Linked DNA regions of Mus musculus: region 1 is linked to region 2. Evidence: chromatin contacts called from public Hi-C data. All regions are on one chromosome and are shown on one strand. The core of a region is the stretch at or near the end of the contact, and the rest is flanking DNA. Distances in the headings are between cores, read along the strand shown.

Region 1 (5,800 bases), core at 211-2,710, 76 kb before region 2:
ATAAAGCCTGAAGGCATGTGATGGAGCATAGCCTGAGGCAGAGGCCCCAAAGGCCCCAGAGGCCCTAGGACCATTCATGGACAGGGAGCATTTTCCTGGTCGATGGCCAGGACCCTGAGCAGGGTTAGATGCAGAACTAGATCACAGCCCTCCTCTGGAGCTTGCTACAGAGAACTCCAAGGTCGCACACTGTCTTCGAGCTCTGGGAGTATAACCTTGGCTGTGGAAGCATTCCTGAAGTTAGTGAGTTGAAGTCAGCCCTTCCTCTTTAGGAAGAAGTGGGGAAGCTCTGGGTAGAGACTTAGAACTTGGGAGTCTCCTGTGGCGAAAGATAATCTTTTTTCTACTTCTGAGGGAGAAACCTCCTTTGGTCCTAGAGTAAGATCTCCTTTGGGCAAGGAGCCTCGTTTAACACTTTGGATGCTGCCCTGACAGGAACTAGTTCACTTGTTCCCACCAGTAGGCAGAGGTGAGTGCTGGGGCCGGAGAGGCAGAGGATCAAACACCAACTCCATCCTTTTTGTTTTTGTTTTTAATTTTTAAGACATGGTCATATATATTCCAAGGGACCTTGAACCTTCTAGGTAGCTAAGGATGATCCTGAACTTGTGTCCCTCAGTCTTCTATCTTCTAAGTAGTAGGATTCGAGGACTGGAACATCCTATCCAGTTTCTGTGGTGCTAAGAATCGAACCCAGTTCTTTCATTTCTTTTTTTTTTTAACCCAGTTCTTCAAGAATACTAAATAAGCACTCTACTATCTAAGTTATATCTCCAGCCCCCAAGTCTGGCGACCCTAAGAAATCTCTAGAATATTTATGTTGGTAAATAATAGCTGTGTATTCTTGACATAATTCTGCCTTGCTAATCTATTTTCCATGGCAGTTAGGGGCTCTTTGAGTTAGTACAACATGTGCAGCTTGGTGTGAGGGAGGTTAACTTCGTGCATCAGAACAAGCTTCTAACAGCCCTTCCTGTCCCCAGGGACGAAACCCTAGAAGACATAAGGATGCCTGTTTCCTGAACAGGTACACAGCAGTAGATGCTGAAGGGACTCTTGCTACTGGGAATGCATAGGATAGCAGGTGGCATGAGCCTGAAAAAGTCAAAGACAGATAACTCTGTCCTGGGGGTGGACACACGGGCCAAGGTTCCCGTGGAACCAAATGCTGTTATTGGAAGAAACTGAAGCAGCTGACAGATGACGAAGATAAACGTTTAGAACTTCTTTAATCTAACCAGTATTCACTTAAGGGTACAGGCACTGAGGCTCAGAGAGAGGAAGGAATTTGTCACTATCAGTCAGTACCAGTCAAAGATTACAGCTGAAATTCAGGTTTCTTGCCCCCCCCCCATTAGGAATGGGCAAGTCTCCCTTTCCACTCTGCATTACTTTATAGATTAATTTTTCTCACTTAAGAAAGCAATGGGTTGAAAGAAGCCAGGGGCTTGGTTTTGACTCCATACTCTATGGCTGTTTCCAAAGATCGCTGAAGGTCAGAAGCTCACATGGCCACACAAACCTGTACATATTCACATACACACACACACACACACACACACACACACACACACAGAGAGAGAGAGAGAGAGAGAGAGAGAGAGAGAGAGACAGACAGACAGACAGACAGACAATCATGACTTTTTCAACTGATAGAGAATTGAAACTAGAAAATCTACACGGTGCAAGACTTCCCAGCTGTGCCTGCCAGTACTACTTCTATGCCCTGGGCGGATGTCACCATGGACTGAATGACTCAGTGTTAGATGCCAGGTTTTTATTTAAGGCATACAGGAAGCATATCTCTGCAATACAGAAATGGAGAGGACAGGTCCCTGAGCAGTTCAGTCTCATCCATAGGACGCTCATGTGACATGGGCTTCAGTGTGAACAGATGGCAATCCTGTCCTTCCTACTGGTGACAGTGTGAACCAGGACATCAGTTATGTTGTCAGGATTGCTCTGGCTACCCTGACGCTTAGAGTTTAAGTTGATCACTGGTATTCTTCCTTGTTTTTACTTTCGGTTCCAATCTCTGTTGAATTTACCTTCTTTTATGTATCATTGGCTATAAGAGGACTCAGATCCCCTTTTGGGGGAAAGAGCATCTTATCATCATGCTTATCATAATTAAAATAAATTGTAACATGCTAATTACAAAACCAATGTAATGGAGATTGTAGCAGTTATTATAACCACTGGCAACATGTCTCTCCATAGCAATTTTTGGAACTTCTCTCTGTGCCTGAAAAGGCTGAATAATTTGCAGAGGTCCTTTTGTTCCTTACAGTAATTTTTAATAACTTCAAGATAAAAATGAAAGTTTAAAGATGAAGCAATTATTTCAGGGCTATACCTCTGGGGAGCTTCGGTCCCCTCATCTGTAAACTGGAAATAATCGCAGATGTCTATCTCACAGGGTAGATGGGACATAAGATGGTATTCATGTGAGCTGTCTAACTCTCTGCTATGCAGCAACTACACACAGGAATTATTGCTTTAAATAACACATGTACACACTCATACCTACTTACATACATGAGTGAATTAAAAAATGACTACTGGTTCAGGCTGTGTTTGGCTCTCACTATCCCATAGAGCCTTCTTTAATAGGACCATCCCATGCACCACTGTGGTCTGAGTCTTATGCAGGCTGCTGAGAGTCTCCCCTGTGGCTCTGCCTGCTCATGCTCAGCTTTCAAATCCACATGCGGACACAGCTCTGTGTGAAGTCTGTTCTCTGCATGAAGCCGTTGTGATGTCCTGCCTGGAAGAGCCTCTTCAGGGATCCCTGGCCTTCTAAGGGCTCTGACTTTGAGATCTGGAACCTACCTGTTTTCATACTCTTCACCTGTGCAAGAAGATCTCGGCACTTCCCACCATGGCCAGAAACTCACTCAACAGTCTAGATGATGTGCTAGTCTAAGAATTAAGTAGGTGGTGCCACTCAAGTACTTCCCCCTATTACTCCAGCCTGTCACATCTATAGACTATAGGACAAGTGTCTCACTTTACCACAGGTATAAGAAATTCGAATCTTTGCCACCTACCCCACCACTAGGAGCTGGGTGTTCTAATTGCATCAATTATCTCCTATCAGCTTCTAACCACACAGGGTTCCTTTGTCATTGAGACATCTGAAGTTGACAGGTGTGGCTTACCATACAGCATGCAACAAGGTAGGGGAGAAGCAGGAAATTCTCCACTGGTTGGCTTACCTATGTCTGAAATCTTTATTTCTGACAGAAGACAGGAGAGCAGGGAATAGAAGAAAGAACGAGGTGTTAGCAGCAGGGTTAGAAGCATTATTAGCAGCTGAAAACTTGACAGCAATGGTACTGTACAACACTGTAATAAATACAGACTTAGCAGCCATGACACTGATACATTTTATATTGGGTACTCCTTGTCAGTGAGTTCACTTATAAGCAGCTACATATCACAGAGGAGGCCCGGCTCCACCTGCACCATACCGCTGACTCTGGGAAGAGGACAGGCCTGACACAGTGTGCTGCTTCAGCGGGGGCTCAGAAGAGATAGGAGTGGTTGATTCTCTTCTTTGCACAGACATGCACTCAGAGAGATATACAGGCTTGCTGTTTCGGGTCTCTGCATGCCTGCTTCTCCATGACAGTCTTCAAAACGTGCGGAGCTTACCAAGAGCCTACTCAAAATGTGGCATGGGACTGGAGAATGAGGGTAATTAGGGAGGGTATGGCACAGAGACAAAGCCCAGCAGGAAAAGACTGGAGGAAGATGTCAGGATGATAATACAGAGTTCTTCCCTAATTTTGTTTATTCCTCCCATCATCCCCTCTTGCCTGATCCTCAACAGTAGTGGGAAGAAGAGAGAGAAACTAGGATGTCTTATTTGGAGGATATGGAAATTCAGGGAGGCTCTGAATTTAAAGTTGGTTTAAAGTCACACAGCGTTTCTGCTACATTGAGCTGACCCTTGCTCCTTTGCTCCTTTGCCTCATTCTGTTCATCCGACTGAAGCAAGTACAGTCAAGGGGTTTTTCTTCCCTGACTGACCAGCGCCTGTGCATTCACCTCACAACAGAGAAAAGGGGTAAAGAATACTCTCCTGGAGTCAATCTCACCCCGCCTGATGTGCCACGTCCTAGGTGCCCACAGCATGGGCAGTTGACCCGTGTGGGGATGGGATGCTCATGGCTCTTAGGACAGTGGCGTCTGACAGCCAGTCAGCATGCTTTGCCTCCGTTTATGTGAAAGCAGCATAAGATGCTTCTCCAGCAGAGGATATCATTACAAGGTGGAACAGCTCTCATGCCCGGTGGGTGGCAGGGCTGTGTATCGGTCTTCTAGGTTTGGGTTCACCATTCTAGATGCTGGACTTTGAGCATCATGTACTTTAAATTCTCTGAGTTCATTTCCCCCTATTTGTCAAAGGTTGATAATAGGTAATGCCTTACAGAACCACCACACTGGTTAACAGTAGGAGCCCTACTGCCCTGCCATCCACTTTGGAGAATGCCCTTCTATTCCAAACCAGGATATGGGTGGATTTTTCCTTCTTTCTTCCTTCCTTCCTTCCTTCCTTCCTTCCTTCCTTCCTTCCTTCCTTCCTCCCTCCCTCCCTCCCTCCCTCCCTCCCTCCCTCTCTCTCTCTCTCTCTCTCTCTCTCTCTCTCTTTCTTTCTTTTCTTTTTTTTCTTTTTTGCTCCAGGATAGCTATAAAAAGATTTCCAAAATTTCTTCTGAAATTGAGAGTAGGTCTCCCCTGTCTCTGAATCGAAGTTTCCCTTTAACCATAGAGCCCACCTCATCAGAGGGCTTCGGTTGTAAAGAGATCTGGCTCAGGGGCATAGGGAAAAATGCAAACTCAAGAGCTGTCCCCCAGCTGAGAGTTGCTGTGCTCCATCATTCATGGTCAGGAGTGAGTCTCTCTCCCTGTGGCTCTGCTCCACCCAGAGAGCCCGCATCAGCCTTGGGCTTCACTTTATCTCAACCCTTGCCAGACAGAGGTAACTGCCCCTGAGGAATACTAAGGAACAGGGCCAAACTGGGTGACATTTACTTGCTGTGAATCCTTTGTCCTTACAAAAAGACCCTTGTAACTGATTCTATTGGTTAAATACAGAAAAAAGAAAAGGTTTGGTGACTCAGAGGGGACTCATTTTCAGCTGTCAGCAGCCTCCCACATCATCTGGACATGAAGGACAACTCTGTCTTCCTCACAGAGCACAGGAGGGGCAGCGCCTGATGGAACTGGGAAGTGAAAAGTCCCAGTGTCTGGCAGGTGCAGTTCTGTCCTGACCTACTTCTCTGGTCCCTATGGGTAGGGCTGTTGGGCCTCATGGTGGCAAGGGGCCATTACAAGGAACCACAGGGAAGAGATCCCCTTACATACCTCATCTCCAGGATGTTGGTGACATTTCCAGAGGGGAAGATTCTGCGGATGTAGTTGAAGTCTCCCACGTAGAGACTCCCATCAGAGCCGCAGGTGAGGGCCACGGGGGCCAGGAGCTTGTTGCCATCAGCAAGACCATTGCAGCTGGGGCAGGAGATACTTCTCCTGCGCCCATTGCCCATGATGCTGCCGATGACCGGTGGCTGCTGGGACACAAACTGGTTCTCTCCATTCCCTTTGTGCAGGATGCCTGGGACGAGGAGAGATGCGTGTAAGGAAGGGAACAGAGGCCGGGTCCTTTTTCCTTTGGCTGGCCAATGTTATCTTGATTTAGCAAAGTATATGCGGCTGTGGCCAGACACTTTGAGACTTGTCCTACCACAGTGAAACCCAGGGTTCCCTGAGAGCCTCCACTGTTTACTGACTG
Region 2 (6,497 bases), core at 1,345-3,844:
TGCAGGCAAGACTCTGCCATGTACTGCTTCTGCGAGCCAGCCACACAGAGGGATAAAACGCAGCGACAGCCTCCGCTGAAATAAAAGCCATTTATAGGCGATAAGATGGGAGAAAGTTTGCTGAGCAGGGGGAAAGAGGAGCGAGGCTCTGGGGAGAGAGCGGGAACCAAGACCCAAGAAGAACTTGGCCTGGGGCAGCTGGTGCCTACCCAGTGCCAAAGAGCCTGAATTGTTTTTAGAAGCCTGTAGACTCTGAAAGAAAAGTGTGCTTTGACAATTTTAAGAACTGTATTAAAGAAGTTAAATTTCCTCCCCCTTTTACTTTGAGCAAAAGAAAAACCAGGTAAAATACAGGGAGAAGAGGTCGGGCACAGGCCAGGTGTGTACCTGCTTTGTGTGAAGGCTGCTCCCCTGGGAGAGAGCTTGGGAGGGGTAAGCCGATGCAGGTCCTTGTCCAGGAGGGTATGGAACCAAGAGGAATGGGGTCCGTGATAGTGCCCTTCACTAAACAACAGGGTGAGTACTGATAAAATCCTTCCTAGCTTTGTGCTTCCTCATCCAGCAGTGTTATTAACAGTAACACTAGTATATTTGTTATTTATTGTTGATAAGACAAAATAACCTACCAAAAGTAGTTTAGGGCAGGAAGGGTTTGTTTAGGCTTACAGTCCAAAGGTGCAGTCTATTACGTTAATGGGAGCTTAGCAACAATGACTTGAGGTAGCTAGCTGGTCACACAACATCTTCAGTCAGGAAACAGGACATAATGCATGCTGGTACTCAGACAGCTTTCCCCTTTTAACACAGTCTAGGAAATCCAGCCTATGGAGTGGTGGGCTCACACTTAGGGCGGGTCTTCCTGCCTCAGTTGACCTACTCTAGAAACTCCCTCACAGATATATCCAGAGGTTCATTTTCATGACTATTCTAGATTCACCTGTACTCAACATCACACTCAATATCACAATTACCTTTGCAGGGATCTTACGAATCCTGGCCAACTTAAAGCTCAGTGGCTGGTATGAAATGAGCACAAAGAAAGAGATGGCCTTATAAATAAACTTTCTATACTACTGCTTGTCATAAGGAGGCAGATACTGGCAAGGAGACCTCTTTTTGATGGGAAGAGTATCTAAGGCAGGAGATGAAGAGTTAGGTACAGAGGGCCCAGATTTAATTTAAACTCTGTCTCTAAGCAGGGCAAGACATTTCTCCTTCCCAAAGTCCAGCCGTTCTATAAAACTGGTAGAGATCATATCCCCTTACCACCAGCAATATGATTTAGCCAGTGACATACTGTTGGGCCCAGAGCTAAAGACACACGTGCTGAAGGTGAGAGATTGGACCTTGTCGCCTCTGAGACTCTGTCTCCAGTTGCCTTGTCTGGCTTGTCAGGAAGGAGCACCACATGGATGAGCCTGGATTGGAGGAGAAGGTTCTGAGATGGGGCCAGAAGCCAAGGTGCTGACAAGCAGGGACCTAAGTAAACACTTGTATAAGATACCCTATGAGAGTGCTGAGGACCCTCCCAGCTCACATTTCATTACAGGATGTGTTGGTTTAAGCTACCTTCATTAAATCCTGTTCTTGGAACTAGACACTCATCACGGAGGAGACAGGTTCTTCTCCTAGGAGGTGGCAGATGTGGCCATCTTTGTCAACCCATCAACCTGCAGTCCGTACCTCTAATGGTACAAGGATTGTGTAGGATAAGCCCACTGGCCTGAATCTCCTGATGAAGACTGGGCAGTATTTGTGCCTACCTCATGTGTCAGGAAGCAGGAGTCACAAATGACACAGGAAGCACTGTGCCAGGCCTGTAGGGTAAGTGAATGTAGGAGAAAACCAAGGGCTGAAAGGGTTAAGCCACTTGCTGAAGCTGCTCTAGGCAACAAGGTTTTCCATTATGGCTCTGTGACAGACAGAGGCCACAGCTCTCTAAAGAGGTCCCTGAACATGAACTTCTTGGCTACCGTGGGTTCAGGAAATGAGGCCTCCCTTGCTTGGCCTCACAAATAGTTTTTGAATGGCTCCTCTCAGTGAAAGAACCCTTGGAAGTGAGGTTACGGAGAGATATCACGTGCATAGTGTGGGATGAGTATTGCTATCTGTGTGCACACTGACTTAATTTAATGGTGACATATCTCACGCAGATGCATGTTAGTGTCTCTGTATTTTTAGATAAGGGAACTGAAGTAAAGTTACGTGCCCTGCCGATGCCATACAGTAGCCTGTAGCAGAAGTACTGGCTTCCAGAGCTGAAGTGACAGCCAAGGAGACAGTACTCACATTCACTCACACAGATATGCACACACACACACACACACACACACACACACACACACACACACACACAGAGAGAGAGAGAGAGAGAGAGGTACATACACACTCTCACACACAGACACAAAACCAAACACACATACTCACAGATACACAGGCACATACCCACTCAGATACACAGACACATATTCACACATACACACACACACACACACACACACACACACACACACACACACACACACAGAGTCATGGAAGCTAGAGATGATGGTGAGCACAGAATCCTCTGCATGCCTATAATAAGACCTAGGGTGGCTATTGCTCATTTCACACACTGGTGAGTCAGGACCATGAGACTCAGACACCAGCCCTGGGTTCAAGGTTTAGCCTGCTTCTTATCACACTGTCTCCATTTATTTTGGTAGAACAGGTTGATGCAATTGGTCTAAAATTATAACGACTAAGTAGCTTGGCCAGGATTTGAACCCAGATCTATCTGCTTCAGGGTTTCTCCCCAGCACAGGACTCTCCTATGTCTTTCTGCATGAGTCCACATACATGTCTGACATCAGCTATAGCCACAAGGATGGACCTATGACTAAGGAGGATGAGATCAAATGAATCCTGTGTGTGTGTGTGTGTGTGTGTGTGTGTGTGTGTGTGTGTGTATGCACAGGTGTGGAGGTAGTACACACACACAAGCATGAGAATGAATACAGAGGTCAGAGATCAATATTGTCTTTCTCCCTTGATGGCTTTCAACATTTAGTTTTTGAGACGCAATTTCTAACTGGACCTGGAGCTCACTGATTCTGCTGCACTGGCTGGCTAGAGTGCCCTTGGGATTCACCTGTCTATGCCCTCCCTCTCCAGCCCCCCCCCCCACGCCCCCTCCCCCCGCCCAGTGCTGGGGTTACAGATTCATAATGTAGCACCTGGCATTTTACAGGAGTGCTGGGGATTGGCTTCAAATCCTCATGCTTGCACAGCATTTGCCTACTGAGCCATCTCTCTAACCCCCTTCTCTCGGGTTTGTCATCATTGTATTCACAGACAACTGAAGAGCACTCAGAAAGCTCAGCTGAAGCTATCTCTACCTCCCCCCGGCTGTGGAGTTTCATTGGGGTTTAACAGTGCAAGACTCGGGTTATAGACCCATCGTAAATTAGCTTTTCGGCCACATAATGAACAATACAAGGCAGCGTGGCTTTAAGAGGACCATTTATTATATTGCAATAAACAGAGCTATATAAAGAGAATTATTCCTGAGACTCTGCACATCTGTGCTCACAATCATGTCTTTACGTGAGCTTTGCAAACAGGGATAAAAGTCCAATTTAGACAGTGCATTGAACAGCAATTCTCCATTCAGCACGAAAGGTAATTCAAGGTATTCTAAAGGCATGAATGCGGCATGGGTCTCATTTTAGAAAAAGGTCAAAGCCATCTCTCTTGATCATGATCAGAACTGTTAATCTATACCATAATGAGCTGGTTTGAGCTTTGCAGTGTGGAGCGGTTGGTTGGACAGTGATTTGAGGTAAGTCTCCTTTCTCCACTTCGCAGAATTCGTGCACTGCCAAGCGGGCACTTTCCTATCTCTCTGTCATATCTAGCTAAAAATCGTACCCATTACACAGTAGGTGTGCTAAAGTGTGGTGTGAATTGGAAAGGGGGATGCTGATTAGTTTCTTTCAAGGGGTTTGTATTGAGTAAATGACTTGTTAGATGTGTATAAAGCCTACTGGTAACAATACTGTACAAGGTAGTCCAAGTGTGTTCTCATTTAATCCTCTTTTGCGGGTCTAAACAGGGCGGTGCTTATAGAGAGAAGGTTGGTAATGTATTATTCTTTGTAGAACCGGATGCCCTATCATGTGGCTGTCTGCCTGCCCATCCATCTATCCATTCATCCGTCTGTCTGTCCATTCATTATCTATCCATCCATCCATCTGCCTGTCTGTCCATTCATTATCTATCCTTCTGTCCATCTGTCTTTACCAAGCAGGTGTAGTAGGCCAGGCCTATGTTGAGTCCTGGGATTGTATCCACTAACAGACACACTTGCTACAGCATAACCATGGTAATTGCTGTCCAGTATAAGCACTAAGCCAGAAAAGAATTGGGGGGCAGATTTCAGAGGACCTTAAAATCCATACTGAGCTCATCTTTCATTCTGAGGAAAGGACAGAGCTAAAAGGACAGCCTGGCAGGGCAGGTGCTTCCCCATGACCCCTATTCTTGTAGCTCTCTCAGGCCCCCTTGTGGCCTTGCACTAGATAAGTCTCAGTAAAACACATCTGGAATCATAGGCGCTACTGTCAGTGTTGATAAACGACACTTGCTATCATTTCACATTGAATGTTCCTCACAGGCTCTTATGCTACACGCTTTGCCCTTATCTGGTGATGATACTTTGGGATGTTCTGGAAGCCTGGAGAGCTGGAACACAGCTGGAGGCAGCAGGTCACTGCTATGGTTTGAATGTGTCTGCCAAAGGCACAGGTGTTAGCATCCTGTGCCCCTAGCTAGTTGTGCTATTTGAGCAGGTTGTGGGGCCTCTAAGAGGTAGAGCCTTAATGGAAGTAGTGTGTCATTGTGGGTGGGCCTGGGGGTTTATAGCCTGTCCTCACTTCTTCTTCAGGCTCCCTGACTATGTATTTTGTCACAACAACCAGGCAAGTAATCAACACTGCCACTGTGGACACACCCTGTGAGTATCCCCGCCTCCTCCCTCCTGGCTCTTGCTCTACAAAAGATGGCATGCCCTAAGCAATCCTGGAAAGAACTTTCTGAAAAACTGTGATCCGACACGAATCTTTCCTCCTTGAATTCATTCTCTCATCATTCTGGTTAGAGCTATGCAGAAATGCCCAGTACAACACAGTTTAGAATCCCAAGGCTGAACAAGGGGAGGGTGTAAGTTTTTAAATTATCTGCTCACCAAGAGGAAAGGCATCAAAGATTAGAATGTAAGGGCAAGGAAGAGGAAATGAGTCCACAGCAGGAGGAGTTTGCAGTTAGGGCCACACCCCCACCAGTGCTGAAAGGTTAAATTGTAACAGTCGAACCCACCCTCCACCCTCGCCAACCCTTTCCCCGGTATTTACCAATGGAACAGTCGTGTCCAGTCCAGCTTGGGTCACAGTTGCAAAGTCCTGTGTCTGGGAGGAAGGTTCCGTGGCCTGAGCACTGGTCCAAGCATGTGGCCCTGGGTGTCTCGCAGTTGGTGCCTCCCCATCCCACAGAGCAGTGGCACTCGCCTCTGACACAGACACCCCTGCTGGAACATGTGGGGTCCATGCAGTCCACTGTGACAGGGAAGGAAGATGGTACAGTGAGTATTGGGACAGCAGTGTGAGACTCTTGGGAAGGACAACACTGTTAATCTGTCCACTAGGGGAGGTAACAGGTTCAGTAAAGAGTAGGATTTCAGTGAATGGTGGACCTGAGTTCCCAGTTCTCCAAGACTGTTTCGTCACCTGAAAAATGTGGCTACAAGTCCCTGCCCTTTGGCTTGTGAGGTAAACTGAGTATTAATGTCCAACAAGCATCAGCATGGCACCCAGAGCCTACCATGTTTGCAAAAACTGCAACGAGGGAGGAGGAGTCTCAGATGGGGGAACTAGGGTTCAGAAGGACACACAGATAAAATCGATCAGAAAGGATTTTCCTCTAATGCGTATGTGTGTATGCACCCAATTGTGCACATGTGTGTGAGTGAGCACATCTCTCTCTGTGTGTGTTGTATGTATATACAAGTCGACTAAGAGCAAGATGCTGGCAAGATGCTGGGTGCCTTCCTCTACTGTTTTCTGCTTTATTGTATTAAGATAGAATTCTTCATTAAATAGAAGCTCTGAGCTTTCTAACTATGAAACAGACACCGTCAAGAATCCCTACCATTCTGACTGCTACAAGGAGCCAGCAGTGACAGTGAGGGTCAGAAGAGACTATATGAACTATAGCATCAAAGAGGGTTATTTTTACATCCTCTCAGGACTTTGAGTAGTGAGGCTTATGCAAACTATGTGTTTGTCTATAATTCAAACATTCAAATGTATTAACTAATTTCATTTATAATCCAGAATATTTGACTTTTATACCCAGACCTGGAAACCTGGTCTGGGTATAAAAGAGTCACAGGCACAAAGGGGCCGAGACTTTATGAAAGAGAGCATTCTGGGATATTTGTTTTGAGGACCAGACTGTGGAGC

Evidence for each region. A called contact is a pair of places that touch in the nucleus more often than the background predicts.
Region 1: a Hi-C map of bone marrow-derived macrophages shows a contact between it and region 2, with 1.7 times the contacts expected there. The contact joins two enhancer-like sites. A contact is called at or near these places in 7 of 484 Hi-C or Micro-C datasets (the C2C12 cell line, Sertoli cells, bone marrow-derived macrophages and 4 more), 1 of 115 datasets of contacts at active chromatin or transcription factors (bone marrow-derived macrophages) and 3 of 9 other capture datasets (adipose tissue, embryonic stem cells and pancreatic islet).

Annotation. Positions count from the first base shown.
Region 1 is chr7:96,852,156-96,857,955 of GRCm38.p6, reverse strand. It overlaps Tenm4 (teneurin transmembrane protein 4), which reads right to left. Exons shown (of 33, transcript NM_001310762.1): 24 at 5,374-5,623. Among named protein-coding and RNA genes, the nearest start is that of Gm15413, 54 kb to the right of the region's middle. Within about 2 kb of position 1,460, at least 19 of the 459 cell types and tissues checked have an H3K27ac peak or open chromatin away from gene starts, as enhancers often do. A contact at or near this core is called in bone marrow-derived macrophages, where this site is marked.
Region 2 is chr7:96,776,913-96,783,409 of GRCm38.p6, reverse strand. Tenm4 (teneurin transmembrane protein 4) reads right to left here. Exons shown (of 33, transcript NM_001310762.1): 16 at 5,391-5,591. Among named protein-coding and RNA genes, the nearest start is that of Gm15413, 21 kb to the left of the region's middle. Within about 2 kb of position 2,594, at least 17 of the 459 cell types and tissues checked have an H3K27ac peak or open chromatin away from gene starts, as enhancers often do. A contact at or near this core is called in bone marrow-derived macrophages, where this site is marked.